2 separate regions of the Arabidopsis thaliana genome follow, and region 1 is linked to region 2. A link is a contact called in public ChIA-PET data. All regions are on one chromosome and are shown on one strand. Each heading gives the region's core, a stretch centred on a gene start, on an enhancer-like site or on the middle of the called end of the contact. The rest is flanking DNA. Distances are from core to core; before and after follow the strand shown.

Region 1 (5,637 bases), core at 2,741-5,240, 42 kb before region 2:
TATTCGTATTCATAAATTCTAACTCGCCTTTTAATTATGTATACAACGGTAATTATGTTAAAAACTAGCTTCCGAAATAAAATCTGAAAAGTACCTCTAATATTTATGAAATTAAATAAACACATCTAGTACGTACGATATTGAATTGATATCTAAATAAATATTGGTAGTCCTTAAAATAATATTTATGACTTTCAGGTACATCTTAAAAGAAGATTAAAATTAAAATGCTGTTAGTCCAAATTGTCTTTAGCATATAATAATTACAAAAAGAGTGTCAAGTTCATAGAACGCAATAGACAGAAAAATTGAACAACTCAAACAAAAAATAACCATAATCATGAATATAGAACGAGAAAAAAAACAAGTACTGTAAGTTATGTTATTCCAATGATTTTGTCTTAAATAAGCCGAGACAAAAGATTGTGATGTAGTCCCATATTCAGACCATTGTGAGCAAGAGGTGCATACATCCATAGATCTTCTGAACTCAAGAGCTACATTGCAAAATTTCCAAAAACGACAAAAGTGTTTGGTTAGGAAAAATGGTAAAACAGAGTTTAGGTAAGAGTTTTACATGGTTTCTTGCAGTACAAGAAACGATCAATACTCCAACAAGAAAAAAAGTCGTTACCTTGATTTGAAGCTGCAGGAACTTCACGTAATGGACAGCATCTTCCAGCATTGTGCTTATATCGACCTTTGTCCCATTAGGAACTAGGCTCTGCAATGTCTTTAGCCTATCGTTTATCCTTTCTCTTCGTTTCTGCAACATTCATCAACATTATTATTCCACAAAACCTAAAAACTCAAATCAACAATGAAAATATTTGTTTAGGTTATCTTGAATTACCCTAGCGTATAGGCTCTGAGGATCGGAAGCTATCCCTCTGTTGGCTTTCGCTTTGCGTTTTAGGCTTTTTGATGTATTAGACACTAAACCTAAAGCCTTTTCATCATCTGAACTATTATAACTGCTTAGGCTTTGACCATCTCTCCAAGCAGTCTTAGGCTCGGTAACCAAATTGCTTTCCGAGCTTAACTTTTGCTTCTTCCTTGGTTTCAACAGATCCTGCTTTGCATTACCGTTATGGGTTAATATTCGACAAATGTAAACATAGGAAACTTAACATTTTTTACTTAAACTTACTTGTCTTGAGTCGACATTTCGGTTCGTTTGGTGGTTGGAACCATCAAGAACGGCCGCATAGTTACTTTGCAGAATTGTACCAAATGGGAAGAAATCATCAGAAGAGAAAACATCAGTCTCATTTGGAGCATTGCAAAAGCTCGATTCGTTAGATGAACATTGATCAAAGTTGAACATCCCCAAAAGAGACTCCAATTCACCATCTACAAAAGCTTCATTCTCCATTTTTCTTTTCTTATGCGTTCGCCTTTACATTTATATATAGCAACGTTCAAGCTTATATTAGAGACATGAGGAGAATAACTTTGAGAAGGAATATAAATATTTGATGGCTGATTATAAAATCAGGGTTTTAAAATCTCATTGTATCTTGAACAAGTCTTAATGTTCTTAACCTACCATGCTCAACTACGATTAGTCAACTTGTGGGGTCGGTAAAAGCCAAGTTTAGACAGAGTCAAAGAGGTTATGCCACTCCATTGCATGACGAGTACATTAATGTTAGTATATTCTATATATATATAGAAGGATTCATGTTTTTCAATGAATGTTAAACATTTTAATGTACACACAATCACAAATAGAGTAAAGAAAGAATATATGGGGCGCCCCCAATGCACGTTATGTACAAAAATGTCCTGTGACAATGAACTTGTTTTGTTAGTTTTCTAACGTTTGGGAAAATAAATAGTCAATGAAATACTATAATCCAGATGTGAATAATTTCTCTTTTTCCGCAAAACATGGATGATCTTACGTTGGGGTTCGGAGTGTCGATCCATCCAATAAGAAAAAAATTCACGATTCGCTTAAACTAATTAAACTGTAGACATGTAGATATTATCGTTAATGTCCGAGTGTCGGATCACATAGCGAGTCCAAAAAAAGTGAATTCACAACCCAACATTTTTACTAACTAATTTTTTAAAAAAATATTCTAACTACAAATCGAATCTAATTAACCCAATAAGAATTGAATACGTAATTAAAGATGATGATAAACAATATAGACGAGCTACTTTTTAGTCTAAACAACAATTTACTCGTGACTAGAATATGTATCTGCATGCTAATGTGGTCGTTGTCTAATTAGCTTGATTCAAATTCCTATAATACATATTGTTAAAAGATAATGAACAAAGTAATAGTAGAAGACCAAAGGACGGCACGGAATAATTTGAGATTCCGACAAGATCAGATTCACACTCGTTTGCTTGTCTTAAGATCACCCTTACAGAGACAGATAAAATTTAATAAGTCAAAAGTCATTGTCCATAATAAAAACAAAGAAACACAGCTCGGAAATGTATTCTTGTCTCTAAGTTTGAGTTAAGGTACAATGCATTAATCTCACCGATTAGCTATTCATTGGTTGTTAGATCTATTTTTTCAACATCCCGTTACTAGATTAATTATAAAGTTTTTTCTTTCTAAAGATTACACACAAGTTTATACTAGATGTTGTTAAGCTATTGATGATTCAACCATGCATAATCTGTTACCGACGATTCTCCCATTGCAACATAACCCAAAAGGTCCCCCTTCCGCTTGTGAAAGGAAAAACTAAAGGTTTAGAGATATATGCACACATTATATTCGTGAAAGCACATGCATGACCCATATGTTTTTCAAGAGTTTACGAAGGTCATCGTTGCTCAGGCCACCAAACTTTGCTGGTATATCTGCTTCGGTAGCTTGTCTTAAACTCGTTAGTTGCAGCAAGCCTAAGAATCATTACACTTCATTAGGCTTTTCGTTTTTAGGCATCTAACATGATGTGTCTTTTAGATCTCGTAATGTGAGAAAAGAGAGAGAGATAGGTTACTCTTAGAGAATTAGGTTAATTAATTGTTGGAAATTATTTTTTAGTTAGCATAAAGACCTAATTATATAAGTAATTATACAATCTATATTATAACGTAAATAGCTAGTAAAAATGATACAACTTAGATTCTAACCTAAACGTGAAAAAAGCACCCATAATCCTAACTTTAAAAGAAAAGTCCCAAAACCTTATACTAAAGAGAAGACCATTAAACCAAAACTCTTATACCGTATCATGACACAAGTTGTTGAATCCAATTTAGTGTAACTTCAACTCTAGACATTCACGCATTTGAATTAAAACCAATAAAGAAAATTTCATGATTCTTGGTTGCAATGGGCTGTGGGAATTAAGTTATAAGCTCTTTGTTTCTTGTTGTCATGAGTTCTCTACCGAAACATCCAATCATCTTTTATATTCAAGGTTTCCTCATTATAATCTTAATCTACACACATTGCCTCCGTTTTCAAATGTTTGGACCAAGTAATGAATGCTATTGGGTTTGTTCAGAAATTCCCAAAGGTACAACAAACCTACACTTAAATAAATAACTACATATATAAGCAAAGTGTTAAAACATAAATGAAAAGCTAGATGAATATTAATTGTAAAATACGGCCTAAGTTTAGAGACAAGGTTTTTATTAGTTTTAAAGAATCAATCATTATTGTGTGTAGTTGGATTCAAATGTCAACTCTCAACTAGTCAGAAGAAGAGTATATAGCCCGACTTGTGTAACATTTCTCTCCCCCACAAAACGTGCCAAAATTAATATATTCCACTCTCACCAAATGTTGAAATAATATTTTAATTATACATTCACTTTCGTTACAACTTACAACAAACAACTTGCTCAGCACATATTTCGTTTCAACTAAATACTTAAAATAATTAGAATGGCCAATTTGGCCACCCACTCTCACTCTTCTTTCTCACGCAACTTCCTCTCTTCTCAAGATTCTTCTCCATACTTCACCTTCTTCTATATATCTCTCTGCTCTCAAATTAGGTTTTAAATTTTCTATAGCAATGGCGCTTGAAGCTCTTAATTCACCAAGATTGGTCGAGGATCCCTTAAGATTCAATGGCGTTGAGCAGTGGACCAAATGTAAGAAACGATCCAAACGTTCGAGATCTGATCTTCATCATAACCACCGTCTCACTGAGGAAGAGTATCTAGCTTTCTGTCTCATGCTTCTTGCTCGGGATGGCGGCGATCTTGACTCTGTGACGGTTGCGGAGAAGCCGAGTTATAAGTGTGGCGTTTGTTACAAGACGTTTTCGTCTTACCAAGCTCTCGGCGGTCATAAAGCGAGCCACCGGAGCTTATACGGTGGTGGAGAGAATGATAAATCGACACCATCCACCGCCGTGAAATCTCACGTTTGTTCGGTTTGCGGGAAATCTTTCGCCACCGGTCAAGCTCTCGGCGGCCACAAGCGGTGCCACTACGATGGTGGCGTTTCGAACTCGGAAGGTGTGGGGTCTACTAGCCACGTCAGCAGTAGTAGCCACCGTGGATTTGACCTTAATATTATACCGGTGCAGGGATTTTCGCCGGACGACGAAGTGATGAGTCCGATGGCGACTAAGAAGCCTCGCCTGAAGTAAGTCTTTGTTGAAGACCTGGAAGTTTATCAAATGTAAATATCAAATTTCAATTTCAAGGAACAGTTTTGTTGATTCTATTACCAATACACAATACGATTCAATTCCTTTGTTTCTGAAGTAACAGCATACTAAATTCATTAGAAAACCGAATCGAAAATATTTACAACTGACTTTTGTTTGGTTGTTAAACTATCAAGTGAATTTGGCCTCTCTATTTGAATTAGATGATCTCCTTACATTCTCATAACTCCAAAATTGCCGATAATGAGTAGCTTTCTTACTTACACTCTGTTTTGTTAACTTTGCCACCTTACTATTGTAGCTGTGTAACCTGTGTCCTCAAACTGCATTCTGTTACCTGCATAGTTTAGAGATTAATCCCCAACACTGTAGGTATAGTGCAGACAAATCTATAATGAATTTGAGATATTGTACCTGCAGAGCTGAGATTGTGTTTAGAAGGTCCCGGCACACGTCGAGCATCCCTTCGTCCTTGGCATTCACACGGCCAAGTTCTGCTGCCAAGCTACTTATTTTCCCAACCTGGGATATTGGCTTTCACTTTGAAGATACAATATGAATAAAACGCAATAGAAGATTGTGCCATAAACATTATCCGAGAGAAAAGAAGAGTCACCTTTGGCAGCAACAAGCATATGGAAGATGCCATTGCTTGCATAACATCAACTGCTGAACAAATGGCATCCTTAACACTTTGTACATTTACCTGCGATAACATGATCATCAGCAAGGATCACATGCTTTCCCAACACATAACTAAAAAATAATTTGAGTAGAATAGCCAAACCATTGCCCCGCAATCAACAGGTAGACAAAGGGTGCTGCCTTTCAAAGCTTCAGCAGCTCCTACCAAAGAACCCATATAATTCCGATCAATAACCAACCACTCTTCTAGATGTCCCATCTATACATAGGCATGAAAAACATTTAAGTTTCTGGCTAAGTAAAATTCAATTAGATGAAGCTTTTAGGAGGTCCCAATGCTGTAATAAGCAGAGCATACAAAGGAACCGAAATAGAGATATAAAAG
Region 2 (6,293 bases), core at 3,320-5,819:
TATCTTGTGTATTCTTCCAACATCACATTCTGTTACATTCAACACCAGAGCTTTAGCTTCTTATATAAAGTAGTGAACACAGAGAATTAGAACAAGAACCGCTTTGCAAAATGCTTTACCCAGGGATGTTGTTTTGGACGGATGATGAACCTAGCGAGAAACACCGCTGAAGCAGCCACAGTAGACGGAAGAAACTTCACAGATTGATAGTCTAACATGCTCAACTCCGAAAGATAGCTACAAAGAAACTCCATCTGTAAATGTGACATCTGAAACAAATAAGAGAAATTCTTAGCAAATTTGATACTCTCTATAAATTGCAAATACCACAATTCAAAAAGAGCTTACTTCGAAATCTTCTTGTGCAACCCTTGTAAACCGTCTGCACAAAGCAAAACGCAATGAGACAATAAACTACACAAAAACATTACTCAATGAGCACCAAAAGAATCAGAATCAAACCTTAGAAACGTGTTGCTTGTAGGGTTTCCTAATTCAAATTGCAACGCAAGAAGTATATCAGCTTCCATCTTAACAATCTCTTGTTTCGTGTAAGTATTGTCTGTGATATAACAAAAGTCATCCACATTTGGAGGAGTAATCTCTTCATACTTTCTACAAATTTTTCAAAACCAAAATCCAAATAAACAAACCCACACAAAAAAAGAGAGATTCAAACAAACAAAACAAGAAAAAGCTTACGAAGCAATAAGCATTGAAGTAACTCCCAAAAGCTGAAGCCTTTGTTTATTAACAGTCTTGAGAGACAAGAATCTATCAATGTAAGAAACAGCGAGGTAAAGAGTGTCTGAGAGAAGTTTGTATTCTTCAGCAACTTCTACTAACCAATCAACCAAAACTCCTCTCATATTCGAAGTTACATCTTTCTGAATCTTCTCTATATAATCAACCAAAGGTCTTGACTTTACCTGAATTGTGTTAATCGAGAAACTAACTCAGATTGTGAAATCTAGAAATCTAGAGATGGGTTTTGTTTCTTTACCTCTAATTGACGAAGATACTCGAAGATTGATGTAACATAAGGACCACACATTTGTGGATCATCAGATCTTGTGTCAATGTCTGAATTTAAGGTTTCGATTGTCGGAATCGAAACTGATTTCTTCTTCTGTTTTGTAGTGGCTTTTCGAGATTTCTTGATGTTGGACAAGTTTGGAAGCTCTCCGAGTACGACTCTCTTCTTGTTGATTCGTTCTTTGTCTATTGCCGCTTCCATGGAAGCTTTTCTTTTTGTTGCTGCTCTTGTCATTCTCACGCAGTTCTCTTTTTCGTCGGCCATGGTTGATTGGATTCAAGAGAGAGGGATTGAGATCGAGATTAGGTGGATGAGAATGGAAGTGAGAAGGGTGAGAAAAAGAGAAGAAGCGAAGAGACATTTTTGTGATTTTTTGGAATAAAGTTTGGATTTTGGCGGTTTTTCCGAATTCTTTACAGGTTTTGATTTTTTGAAAAATGAAGCTGAATTGTGTTGGCGCGATGTTTTGATTAGAGTTTTGAGCTTCGAAATTTTCACCGGGAAATGTTAAATTTGGTATCACAGGAAGACCTAATTCGTAAACGAGGAAGATGATGATGCAAATTGTCAATGGGCTTGTTTATTGGCCCAATATGTCTTGCCCAATAGTAATGTTTTTAGGAAATATTCCCAAAAAAACCCGAACTATTTAAAATCTGCCAGAAAACTACCTGAACTTTTTTCGTTGTCAAAAAAATATACAAACTAATTTGGATTGAAAATAAAAAACACGATCTATTATTTTTTTCCGATTACCTCCCTTCGCCGTAACGACCGTTAACGGCGTTAACCAAATCGGTTAACATTTTCAATTTTATTTATAGAAAATTTCTGAAAAAACCACGACTTATTTAATATTTGCCAAAATAATACCCGAACTTTTTTTCGCTGCCAGAAATATATACAAACTAGTTTAAAGTTGAAATAAAGAGCATGATGTAGTTTTGTGTTCCAATTTCACTCACTTTATCGTAATGGTTACAAAAGGTTAACTAAATAAAAATATATTTTTTCATTTTCTTTACACGTGGTAAATAAGAGTGGCGATAAAGCCGATTTTATCCCCTTATAAACCCATAATCTATGTTGAACCTCTTTGAATCCTAGTGTTAATATAACACATCTATCCATTTCAGATATTAACCATAATAAACTGAAGAAATTAATAAGAAGAACTTTCGTTAACAAAGGGAGTATTTTTTTTTTTAATTTATTGTTGCTTACATCGAATCTAGATATACGATAGATATTTTAAAAAAATTTAGTAATTTAGGATAAAATATACCCATCAATAACATGATTTTGGTTGATATTACTCAAGATCTTAAGGTTTTAGAGGATTGCTTTAATAGTCAAGCTTTTTTAAGAATTTTTGTAAATAAAATTAACAATATTTGACAATTTGGTTAGGGAAATCGAAAAAATAAATATAGATCGTGTATTATATTTCCAATTTAAGTTAGTTTGTGTATTTTTATGACAACAAAAAAGTTCATGTATTTTTTTGGCAAATATTAAATAAGTTAGGTTTTTTTCCAGAAATTTTCTGTAAATAAAACTAACAGTGTTTGACGATTTGGTTAACGTCGTTAACGGTCCGTTACGGTGAAGAGAGGTAATTGGAAAAAAAAAATAGATCGTGTATTTTATTTTCACTCAAAATTAGTTTGTGTATTTTTCTGACAACGAAAAAAGTTCAGGTAGTTTTCTGGCAGATTTTAAATAGTTCGGTTTTTTTTTGGGAATTTTCCCAATGTTTTTAACACAACAATTTGTTTTGTCTTGCCCAATGAGATTGAACAAGACCCAAAAAAGAAAATTTTCAATTCTAAGCAACTGTTAAAAATATTTATGGCCTCATTGCCTGGTGGATAAAGCCGTTCATAGTGGTCTGATTATTGCGGAGAGAGTTTGTCCATCGCAGGGATATCATACATGTACAACCATTCATAGAAAATCTGAGTGTTGCAGGGAGAACTGTACCGTGGAATTGTTGCAGATTGTATGTAGTTGAATACCACCATCATATGACGTAATAAGAAAACAAAAACAAAAACATCTATAGCACTAAAAATAAAAAATGTTACAACAGAAACAAAGATTTTTATGGAATAAATTTAAGAATTCTTAAATTTGTATTCTGAAAAGAATCTATTTAATAGAAAATTGGTTGAGAAAATTTAGCTAAATTTGTTTTTTTTCCCTATCCTTATAAAACTAAATCTTTTCAAAAGTTTGGTAAACTAGATTTCATTTTTATAGAGATAATGTATTTTTATTGACCAATTCATATTAAATTCTACTAGTTTATTAATGTCATAAAGTTCGAAGCTATTAGAGAATAACGTAAATCTTCTAGCATATACTATCATAAATTCAGCGATCTTGAGTACACATAACACCGTGATTCTTCCATGTTCATCCCATGTTCTGGTTTATGTTATCATAAATTCAGTGATCTTGAGTACATAACACCGTGATTCTTCCATGTTTTGGCTTATATTATCATAAATTTAGTGATTTTGAAGACACATAACACCGTGATTCTTCCATGTTCTTCCATGTTGATCTTGAATACACATAACACGCAATATAACATTTATACATATAACGTAAATGTTTTACAATCATATACACTAGGTTTTCTAAATTCTTAAAAATTGAGTTGAACTCTTCACCGCGAAACCTCAATTTGACATTTTAATAATATTTTTTTTACGGTAGCGAAAAAGAGGTACATTGTGTATTATTTTTGACTTTGTATGATTACTTTATATTTTTAAAAGTAAAGGGTAAAGTTTCAGAAAACTCTTACCAACATCGAAGAACTATTTTACTTGAAACCGGTTTTGGTAACTAACGACTCAGATAATAAAGTGAAGAACCGCATATTGGGTAATGATATTTCTGGAAAACAACTTTATACTAAACTCCTGATTATCCATGTGACTTTTACTAATCAGTTTTGAAACAGAACAAAAATAAGAGAACTATATCAAAAATAAAATAAAATATGATATCATCAGGGTCACGCTCAAGTCCAAGACCAAACTAGGTGAGGCTAGAACCTTTAATCTTTTTTTGATAGGAACAGAACCTTTAATCTTCCTTACAAATTACGGCGAATGCAAGGTTGAAGACCATCAAATAAGGCATCAAAATACCTTGGGGGAAAGCAAATACATATGAATTTGATTCCTGAACCGTGCTCAATACCGTGTTCATACATCAACATTTAAATTTGATTCATAATCGTTTGCATTTCACACTCTAGTCAAAGAACTTCTTAATATTACATCCAATCTTTGAGCCATTGCTCGTAAAATGCTCTATATCTTGGTATGACAAAGCAAGGTCACGTTTTGGTTGCCACAACAAATTAAAATCACTAAGATCTTATACTAGTTCTTCTTGCAAATATCGTACAACATGATGAACCACGCTCTTCATCTCTGTATGACAAAGGCAAGGTGTCTAACTCTATTTAAATATGTATTCAATCTTTCAAACGTTTTGTCTTGATTTTTTGAACATAAAATTTTGAAAATGGGTGACTACGAAGGTTTTTTTCACATGAATATACTTTGGTTACCGATCGGTCTGATCATTTTAAAAATAAATCACGCTTAATGTAACGCACCACCCAATTCTTTAAACGACACCGTACCAAACCTCTCTTATCAGTTATCACCCACCCACCACAACATTACTGCCACAAATTTCAAAATCCCTAAAAAGCTTTCAAACAAATAAACTCAGAAAAAATGGCCGAAACCGAAACGGAGTCGATCACCACCTCTTCTCCACCGCCGATCTCAGAAACCGAAAACTCCACCACATTACCAACAACGGAGACGGAGAAGAATCCCAATCCGGTAACCATTTCCCTCAGAATCTGGCCACCGACTCAAAAAACTCGCGACGCCGTGATTAACCGTCTGATCGAAACACTGTCAACCGAATCAATCCTCTCCAAGAGATTCGGATCTCTTGAATCCGAAGAAGCTTCCTCCGTCGCGAAATCAATCGAAGACGAAGCTTACGCCATCGCTTCTGCCACCGTATTCGGTGATGACGACGGGATCGAGATTCTTAAAGCTTATTCTAAAGAGATTAGTAAACGTATGCTTGAATCTGTTAAGGCTAAGAGTAATGTGGCTTCTCCTCCACCGAAGGATGGTGATGGAATTGAATCAGCTGTTGATTCGAAGATTGATTCAAGTGAAGCTTGACGAGGCTTGAATATGGTGTTGTTCTCTTATCTCTAACTATCTTTTTATTTGTTTTAGATTGGTATGCGATTATCTATCTCAGAGTTTTGTTTGTTGTATAACTTGTGGATTTGGGACCTGTTACTAATATGATTTTGTGGTTGATTTGGTTTTGACGTTTTAATTTCCATGGTAATTAACTCGTTAATGGGATGATTTCGCTTGCTTAATCATGGTAAAAGAAAATTTTTGGATAATTATCTGTCTTAATCATATGGTAATTAACTCGTTAACTTGTGATTTAATAAACTCTTGAATTATGGTGATTTACTTGTTAATTGCAAGGTTTTACACTTTCTTAATCATGGTAATTAGCAAGGCTTGAATATTAAACAAAAAGGAAGGATTTGGCTGATTTTGCTTTCTTAATAGTGTTAGCAACTCGTTAAATACATCTTCATTTTGACATATGCGTAGTATTTTTTGTTTAGGTATTCGAGATCACATGAATCTAAACCATTAGAGAAACTAGACATTTTTGTAAGATAAGTAGTTTTAATTTTATGGTTTAGGTGACTATTGTGACAATGAAAACATATCTCCCCTTACTTTCGTTAATTCTTTTGGGTTAGAAGCATAGTGCGATTACAACTAATGAACTTTTACAAAATTTGAAAGTTTTTTTTTTTGGATTCAAAAACTGGAATTTAGTTGTTCATGTGCATTGGGCAGTCAAATAGTTTTTTTCTTGGAACCAGAAATCTGCCTTTGATATGTCCTCCTGACTCTTTCTTTGTCTTTACTCTTTATTGGTTTTGGAGCCTTGGAATTCGAGAGTTTAATTTTAAACCCCACTGTTTTTGTTCTTTAGTTACCGTTCCGGATTCAAATCCTTTTTTGGTTCCCGCTTGGAGTAAGCTAGACAAAATTCATTCATTCAAAGTCACTAGAAAGATAATACTAAAAGAATCAATATATCTATGGGAGTGCTTTCTTAAACTCTAGAAAAGATGATTCCATTTCCAAAGACAACATCAATAATATTC

The links. ChIA-PET counts read pairs in DNA pulled down with a chosen protein or histone mark.
Region 1: a contact with region 2 is called in an H3K4me3 ChIA-PET map of shoot, with 10 read pairs. The contact joins the promoter of ZF3 here to the promoter of WPP1 in region 2. A contact is called at or near these places in 2 of 26 Hi-C or Micro-C datasets (root and vegetative nucleus), 1 of 2 datasets of contacts at active chromatin or transcription factors (shoot) and 1 of 3 other capture datasets (seedling).

What each region holds. Positions count from the first base shown.
Region 1 is chr5:17,329,999-17,335,635 of TAIR10.1, reverse strand. It overlaps ZF3 (zinc-finger protein 3), which reads left to right and starts at 3,990. Exons shown (of 1, transcript NM_123683.2): 1 at 3,990-4,691. The coding sequence starts at 4,005. The coding sequence ends at 4,586. QWRF9 (QWRF motif protein (DUF566)) reads right to left here. Exons shown (of 7, transcript NM_123682.4): 3 at 5,395-5,511; 4 at 5,224-5,313; 5 at 5,022-5,129; 6 at 4,872-4,944; 7 at 4,284-4,601. The coding sequence ends at 4,900. AT5G43175 (basic helix-loop-helix (bHLH) DNA-binding superfamily protein) reads right to left here and starts at 1,515. Exons shown (of 4, transcript NM_148080.2): 1 at 1,151-1,515; 2 at 854-1,072; 3 at 635-766; 4 at 402-497. The coding sequence starts at 1,375. The coding sequence ends at 402.
Region 2 is chr5:17,288,234-17,294,526 of TAIR10.1, reverse strand. WPP1 (WPP domain protein 1) reads left to right here and starts at 4,569. Exons shown (of 1, transcript NM_123673.3): 1 at 4,569-5,562. The coding sequence starts at 4,801. The coding sequence ends at 5,268. CYCA3;1 (Cyclin A3;1) reads right to left here and starts at 1,575. Exons shown (of 7, transcript NM_123674.2): 1 at 1,004-1,575; 2 at 703-929; 3 at 463-615; 4 at 349-382; 5 at 120-269; 6 at 1-29. The coding sequence starts at 1,300.